Linked DNA regions of Rattus norvegicus: region 2 is linked to region 1. Evidence: chromatin contacts called from public Hi-C data. All regions are on one chromosome and are shown on one strand. Each heading gives the region's core, a stretch centred on a gene start, on an enhancer-like site or on the middle of the called end of the contact. The rest is flanking DNA. Distances are from core to core; before and after follow the strand shown. Region 1 holds the start of Rpsa (ribosomal protein SA). Region 2 holds the start of Eif1b (eukaryotic translation initiation factor 1B).

What was found. Hi-C and Micro-C count contacts between places; a contact is called where the count stands out from the background.
Region 2: a contact with region 1 is called in a Hi-C map of liver, with 3 times the contacts expected there. The contact joins the promoter of Eif1b here to the promoter of Rpsa in region 1. A contact is called at or near these places in 4 of 12 Hi-C or Micro-C datasets (the A7r5 cell line, the Rat2 cell line, Schwann cells and 1 more) and 1 of 1 datasets of contacts at active chromatin or transcription factors (oligodendrocytes).

Annotation. Positions count from the first base shown.
Region 1 is chr8:128,726,535-128,730,679 of GRCr8, forward strand. It overlaps Rpsa (ribosomal protein SA), which reads left to right and starts at 2,345. Exons shown (of 7, transcript NM_017138.2): 1 at 2,345-2,374; 2 at 2,979-3,145; 3 at 3,690-3,808. The coding sequence starts at 3,013. It overlaps Snora6l1 (small nucleolar RNA, H/ACA box 6 like 1), which reads left to right and starts at 3,310; the gene lies at 3,310-3,465. Snora73bl1 (small nucleolar RNA, H/ACA box 73B like 1) reads left to right here and starts at 3,882; the gene lies at 3,882-4,084.
Region 2 is chr8:129,079,373-129,083,210 of GRCr8, forward strand. Eif1b (eukaryotic translation initiation factor 1B) reads left to right here and starts at 1,786. Exons shown (of 4, transcript NM_001106867.1): 1 at 1,786-1,991; 2 at 3,209-3,372; 3 at 3,640-3,741. The coding sequence starts at 1,961. It overlaps LOC120094297 (a long non-coding RNA gene), which reads right to left and starts at 1,405. Exons shown (of 3, transcript XR_005488563.2): 1 at 1,266-1,405; 2 at 1-46. Trnap-agg29 (transfer RNA proline (anticodon AGG) 29) reads left to right here and starts at 391; the gene lies at 391-471.

The DNA.
Region 1 (4,145 bases), core at 1,095-3,594:
CTGCCATGTAAGTCCCTAAAACTTAAAGACATTCATTATATGTGAGTACACTGTAGCCATCTTCAGAGACACCAGAAGATGGTCGTGAGCCACCATGTGGTTGCTGGGACTTGAACTCAGGACCTCTGTAAGAGCAGTCAGTGCTCTTAACTACTGAGCCATCTCTTCAGCTCCTAAAACTTAATTTTAAAAAACAGCTTTGGAGCTGAGCATGGTGGCTCACGCCTTTAATCACAGCACTAAGCAGGCAGGAGGTAGGAAGATCTCAGAATTCAAGGCCAGCCTGTAATACAGAGCAAGTTTTAGACAGCCAGGGCTACACAGAGAAACCCTGACTCAAAAACCAAAGGAAAAACAAATGTGCCTTTAGATTACGTATTTAAAGAGGCTGCATACTTGTTTGAAGCCCACAGTTTGGTGGTTTGGGGTGGATGTGTGGCTGAGTGTAGTGCTTATACATGCAAGGTTCTGGGTTCATCTGCATCAACAGAGCAAACAGAACACTGGTTCAGTGTGGGATGCAGGCTTGTCATTCCCAAAATGGGAGCCAGACACAGAACTGGAGCTCAGTCATCCTCCATTTGTTGGACCCTGTCTGAAAGTACAGCCATGACCCTAAACTAGTTTTAGAACATTTCCACACACACCCCAATATCCTCATCCACCCCTTATAATCCCAGACCCACCACTCACTTTCTATTATTATTTCTTTAAGACAGGGTTTCTCTCTGTAGCTTTGACTGTCCTGGAACTCTGTAGACCAGGCTGGCTTCCAACTTAGAGAGATCCTCCTGCCTCTGCCTCCCAAGTGCTGGCTAGGACTACAGGCATATGCTACCACTACCTGGCCTGAACACATCACTTAATAGATTTTAGAATATTCTGCTTTCCTTGTCAAAATATCTTGATGCACATTCGTGATATGGCAAGTTAAATACTTTGTTCTTTTTTTTTTTTTTTTTTTTTTTGGTTCTTTTTTTCCGGAGCTGGGGACCGAACTCAGGGCCTTGTGCTTCCTAGGCAAGCGCTCTACCACTGAGCTAAATCCCCAACCCCAATACTTTGTTCTTTTTAGTTTTACTTTTTTATATTTATTTTTAAGACAGGGCATTACTACAGCTTCAAACTTTGGTCCTCTTGCCCCAGCCTCCAGAGTATTAGAATGAGCAGGCATGTATTACCACACTCAGGCCAGAGCATTTATCCCTCTGAAGTACTGGGAGCTGAACAAACCCAGAGCCTTATGATGTTAGCACTCTACCACGGAACTGAACCCACAGCCCTCTGGGTTTTTGATTTATTATTTTTGTTGTCTGCCTATATGGTTATCCTTCAGGATCTGTGGAATTTGTTCCAGAACCTTCTATGGATGCCAAACCCAAAGGTGCTCAAGTCACTAATATAAACTGGTATTTTCTAATAACCACAACTCTCCCGTTGACTCCAAATCATCTCTAGATTACCTGAGACACGGAATACAGTATAAATGCACTGTAAATAAATGACTCATTCAAATTCCTCCCCATCCCCTTCAATACTTTTGTAATAGCTTACTGGGTAACCACCATTTTGTTGTCCCCCAAATGTAGGAAGGAGCCAGTGCTTTCTTCAAGGAGCAGAGGGCCTGGTGGGTATGTGCTCCTCTAATTAGTTCTGACACAGGTGGCCCAGGCTTGAAGTCTGTTCTTCACTCAGCTGTGGTGCTGATAGTGTCAAAGAAATGGGGGAGAAAATACCGTCCATGCCCTAGGCCAGCCGTGAGGGAAAATACTTTGTTTTCACTGACCGACCTCTTTCACACACAGGGTGTCATTTTTGTTCGTAGTTGTCCTCTCGTTCCAATTCTTTTGTGTCACAGGACCTATCTATCTTTAAATGGCCGCATAGTATTCCATTAGATAGAATAAACTTACGAACTGCATTTTCTCTTTGACCAAAAACTAATTTTATGCGTACAGTCCTGTACTTTATACTTTCAAGAAAACATCTCTGCGATAAAGTCTGAATTTCCCGTCGGTAAACCGTCCTCCATAGACCACACAGCAGTCCTTCAGGCTGTGCTTGCTGTACACAGGCCTGATTTCTAGAAATCTTCCATCAAAATAAGCTTCAGGCTTCCAACCCCACGATTTACACCACGATTGGAACCGAGCAGGCGCCGGCCACTTTAACTTCCGCTCCGCGCGTGCGCAGCAGCGGACCCGCTCGCTGAATCTGCGCGTGCGCCACACTCCCTTTCCGTAACGGAAGCTCTGCCCTCTTTCTGTTTAACGTGTGTTGCTATTGGCTCTCTGTGGCTTATTTAAGGACGTCATTTCCGGCCGCCCGTCCTTTCCGCGCTACCCTGGAACGGGTCCGTACGGCGTTGTTCTTGGTGAGTCTCATGTGGGGGTCCTCGGCGCCTCTCGACGCCCTGCTCTCGAGCTTCCTGCCACATGGATGTGCGGGGAGGGTCCCGAGGCTGCGTGTGTCGGAGCTGCTTGATTACTGGCGGCGGCGCCACGTGGTGGCCCGTGGTGAGGTGGGGCGGGCGCTACTCCGAGGCCCTTCTGCGGCTCGTGCCAGGCTCGAGAGGCCTGTCGGCAAGATGCTGGGAAAAGTGTTCGTGGGGCGCGTAGAGATGGGGCGGAAACTTTCGATCACTTTCAAAATACAAAACCCGAAGCACACCAAATATGGCTGCCTTCTCTGTGCATAGACGAAACTTCTTTAGTAAGTACCCTTTGACCAGTGTGCCAACGTAAGCGCTAACTTCCTACTGGCCAGTTTTAATGCTTGTGATTTGCTGCCTAAGCCACTTTTCTTAGTGATTAGGTGGCCAGAAAAGTTACAAGCGACGGAGGAATAAGAATACAGTCAGCTTCACTAAGACGTACCGAGCCATGTGGCATACAAAAACCTTTAATCCCTCTCTCCGGAGGCAGGGTAATCTTGTGGGTTCTAATCTAAGAGAAAAATGGACGACATTCCTTTTTTAGGTTCCCATCGTAACTTAAAAGGGAAACTTACACAATGTCCGGAGGCCTTGACGTCCTGCAGATGAAGGAGGAGGATGTCCTCAAATTCCTTGCTGCAGGAACCCACTTAGGTGGCACCAACCTTGACTTTCAGATGGAGCAGTACATCTACAAAAGGAAAAGTGACGGTCAGCTGTTGCTCTTGATAGTCCTGATAAGTTGTCCTAGTGGGTAGTGCTGGTGCTGAATGCTTGGAGAAATACTGCCCTGGCTTGTGAGTTGTATTAAAGAGAGTTTTGTAGGAAGGGCCAGGGGTCATGGAGGATTGACAGAAGGGAAGAGACAGGCTGAACCTGCACACTATTAAAGCTCAGGGTGGAGGCCAGATTTGGCCAGTGAACTTCTGAGTGTCGGAAGTGTGCTACATTGAACATACGGCAGGATTTTCGCTAACACCAGTAGAGCTTGCCTCTATGACTGGAGTTTGGTAGTGGTCACTGCCACATACACATACTCTGCTTTCCTGCAGTGTCCCTTTACAGAGCAATGAGGTTAGCAAATCTGGGCCACCCACTTTAAAGATCCACTTGTGGCTAGGTGTGGTGGTGCCTTTAATCTTAGTGCTCAAGAGGCAGACAGGCAAATCTCTGATCAGCTTGTTCTGCAGACAGCCAGGGTTCCACAGACCCTGTCTTGGAAAGGCCCCCACAAGAATCCCGTTTGCTGGCCTAGGTATCTACATCATCAACCTGAAGAGGACTTGGGAGAAGCTGTTGTTAGCCGCTCGAGCTATTGTTGCCATTGAGAACCCTGCTGATGTCAGCGTCATCTCCTCCAGGAACACTGGCCAGGTGTGTGGGAGAGGCTGTTTTATTTGGGGGCAAAAATGTGCAGAATACGTTGGGAGTGAGTACACAAGAGTTTCCAACGTGGATAACCCGGGAGGTCACTCTCCCCGGGCTCTGTCCTAGTGGCGTCAGGGAGCAGAGGCATTGCCCAGTGATGTACAGTCCCTTTCCACAACGTTGGAGATGAAGCTGGGCTTCGTGCTCGCACCTGCATATTCCTACAACTTCTCAGAGTCCTGTGGACGATGACTGAGGAGGCAAACCATGCAGGAAACAGTCCTATGTCACTCAGTGGCAGGCAGTGCTGTGTGTTTAGGAGGAAACTGTTGCTGACTTTAAG
Region 2 (3,838 bases), core at 536-3,035, 350 kb after region 1:
TGGGCTCCATCTGAGAAACCATGTGATACACACTGGTAACATATATCTAGTAAGAAAAGGGAGAATGAACCATGTAATAGAGTAGCAATTTATATGGTATGTTTTGTGTATTCTGTGCTTCTTGTGACTACTTTTGTAGACTATAAGTTACTTAGAAATTAGTGTTAATATATCAGGAAAGAAGATGTATATAACTATTAAAATTACTCCAGGGCTGGTGAGGTGGCTCAGGTTTGCTGAACAGACCTGACAACTTTAATTCCAGCCCCAGAACCCACATGAATGTAGAAGATACTCAAGATTATGAATTCAAGTATTCATAATCTAGAATTTTTCACACCATGGTATAAGAAAAAAACTGAGTCAGTAATGCTCCTAAAACTTGACTGGTCTGGGGTTGGGGATTTAGCTCAGTGGTAGAGCGCTTGCCTAGGAAGCACAAGGCCCTGGGTTCGATCCCCAGCTCCAAAAAAAAGAACCAAAAAAAAAAAAAAAAAAAAAACTTGACTGGTGGGTGTAGGGGCATACAAGAGTACTTTTTACAACCCTTTAAGCAACAGGCAACCGTTCATAGACATATTAGAAGTGGCCGTTTTGTACAATAGAAGTCTCCGAAACATTCACACTACACTTCAGATACTTCTTGCCTTTTTAAAATTACAGCAATGGAACTCAAGAGACTTCCCAGGAGTTGCTGCTCTTGCACAAGACCTGGGTTCTGTTCCCATAGTGATTCATAACTATCTGTAATTCCAGTTCCAGGGGATATGACACCCTCTTCTGGCCTCTGTGGTACATACACTCAACCACAAAAAAAATAAAACCTTTTAAAAAAGGAAATTGTAGTAATGATTGGACCTACTGATACATCTTATTGAATGGATTGCTAAACGGGCACATATTATATTATCCATCTATAGTTTCTAATGTCTTGCATCAGGCCTCCAAAATCATTTCAACACGAGGTTGACAGGCTTGGCTCACAAAAAGATTAAGAATTCCTATATTTTAGTCTACTACTTTGGTCTAGAAAGCCAATCACCTGCATAGGCGTGCATAAGTAAGGCGGTTCCCCACTGTCCACTGATGGTTGTGCATGGTTCCTCTTTTTTTTTTTTTTTTTTTTTTTTTTTTTTTTTTTTTTTGGAGCTGGGGACCGAACCCAGGGCCTTGCTCTTCCTAGGTAAGCGCTCTACCATTGAGCTAAATCCCCAGCCCCGCATGGTTCCTCTTTACAGTTACTTTATCTGCTCACTCACACTCACCTAGTACCAGGCACCTATCCCGCTCAGAACCTGCCTCCGACTTAGGTTCGGGAGAGGAGAGCTCAGGCGGGATTGGTAGTGCATTCACTCCACTCACTCCTGACTCTGCTAATGGCCAGGTCGTAACACCTGAGACAAACAGGTGAAGCTTAGTAGAGACTGCAGCATCCGAATCCTGGGGCTTGTTGGAAGGGCAGATTCCCAGGTGGCACCCACAAAGGTTCTGCAAAAAAAACTCAGGGGTCTCGGGAACCCAAGGGGGCTGGGAAGAGAGACAGAGGCGCAGAGGCACGGGCCCCGCGAGCCCCAAGTTCAGGCCCCGCGGCGCGTTTCTCGCCGTTGCACCCGGAAGTGCCTCCACCCGGCGCCTCGGGCGGGACGGACCGCGACTGTCCGCAGGGGGGGCTCCCGTCCGCTCCTCGCCCCCCAGCTCAGCGATCCGGGGCGGACGCGCGGAACGTGTGGTCACGTGGCGGCGGCGCGCGTAGCTAAATACGCGGCGCCGGCCATTTTGTGCGAGAAGCCGCAGCGCCGCCTTCCTGCTCGCGCCCTATCGCCGCCTCCGAGTCTTCCTGCGCCCCGGGCTTCCGCCGCTTCATTGATTTCCGTTTCTCGCCGCTGCAGCCTCCTGACACGGTGATCCGGGCGGGCCCCGCAGGAATTTTATCCCCTCACCGGCCTCACACTAGTGTCGCATGTCCACTATCCAGAACCTCCAATCTTTCGGTAAGGTCCAGTCGCTGGCCGCCGGCCGCCGGCCGCCGCCCGCGTCCCTCTGGGCTTTGTCTCGGCGCCCAGAAGATGGCGACGGGGTCTCCCCGCGACCCTAGCCCCGGGGACGTCTCTCCCCTGGCCTCGGATACGGCCCTAAGCGGGCCTGCAACCCCATATGATGCGAGGGCCCGGCCGGCGCTTGGGGAACTTGACACTGGCAGGAGGGCAGGGGGTCTCCGGGACTCACAGGAGGGTTGGGGGATATACCAAGGCTGCAGGGAGAGTAGCCACAGGCTGGGAGGACTTGACATAGAAAGGCCGGAGCCTTCAGAGACCTACAAGGGGGCTACAGCACTTGCCAGGGCTGCAAAGACTAGGCTTGCGGGGAACTTGACACTGACAGGACGCTGAGAGTCTCTGATATTCTTCTGTCGCCTTGGGGCTAGCCAGGGCTTTGCAGGGAGACTGGAGGGGTGGGGCCCAGGAGCTGGAGAGCCTGACAGCTTTAGGGCGACTGCGAGACCCGTGACTCTCCGAGGACTCACGAGTGTGTGTGTTGGGGTGCGGGGGATGTTTGCTCAGTCCTTGCTGGGCGAGTAAGGAAGCTCAGGGCTTAGGAGATCCGGGATTCAGTCGGCCAGGAAAGGGGGGGGGGGGTGCCTGAAGGACCTGCCACTGGCAGAAGCTGGGGGTGGGGCTGGACCCAGCTGGTTTTGAGCAGTCCTCAGAGGCATCTATTAGAAACAGGTAAGATAGAGGCCTCTGATTTGACTTGGAAGTGGTCCTGTTGTCTCTGCTGGCAGTCATTTGTAAATCACACCTCTTGAGATTGTATGTTCATGTTTGTGTGTATTTATAAGGCTCGGTTACTATGCTAACTGATTGGGTTGGGTGGTTTTGGATGTTTTTGTAGTCGAGATGACGCATGTTCTCGTGGCGGCTATATGAAGGCTATATGAAATTAGGGTTTCGTAAATGTCTTCTGTCTCATTAGAGGGTGGCTTCAACAACAGTGTTCTCTACTTTTAAGCTCAAGTATCCGCACATGTAGCCTGCCTAGGTTTTTCTCATTTGAGAAACTTAGTATCGGTGAGCCCCACCCTTACCTGCAGAAATGGAGCAGGAACACTAGAGGCATGGCTGCAGTCTGTCTGGAACTGGAGTGGACGGCTTCCACATACCACTTTGTAATTTGTTTTCTGCCGTGGAACCTTTCTGTCCCTCTACAGACCCCTTTGCTGATGCAACTAAGGGCGACGACTTACTCCCGGCAGGGACTGAGGACTACATTCATATAAGAATCCAGCAGCGGAACGGCAGGAAGACGCTGACCACTGTGCAGGGCATTGCGGACGATTATGACAAAAAGAAACTTGTGAAAGCTTTCAAAAAGGTGATCGTGAGGAGTGGGTGCATGCCAGAGCTGAGGCCGGGAAAACTGTTTTGTTCTCCATCTCAGTAAGGGTTACCCTGCTCCCAGAAATATGAGCCCAGCAGTTGTTGATGTTCCCCTAATATAATTTCCTTTGCATGGCCTCCAGATTCATTTACAGAGTCGCTTAGTTCTGGAGGACACTGCTCCTTAATGCAGTCAGGTCATGCATGGCTCCATTTGTTCTGTCAAAAGTAAAACCTCTGCATCTGACTCCCTGTGTTGTAGAAATTCGCCTGTAATGGGACTGTGATTGAACACCCTGAGTACGGAGAGGTCATTCAGCTTCAAGGCGACCAAAGGAAGAACATTTGCCAGTTTCTTTTGGAGGTGAGTGGCTGGAGGCCCTGTGTGACTAACGTACACGAGATAGGGAGTAGAGTAGTGTCAGCGCTGACTGAAAACGGTGAGGCTCACGCACAGTTCA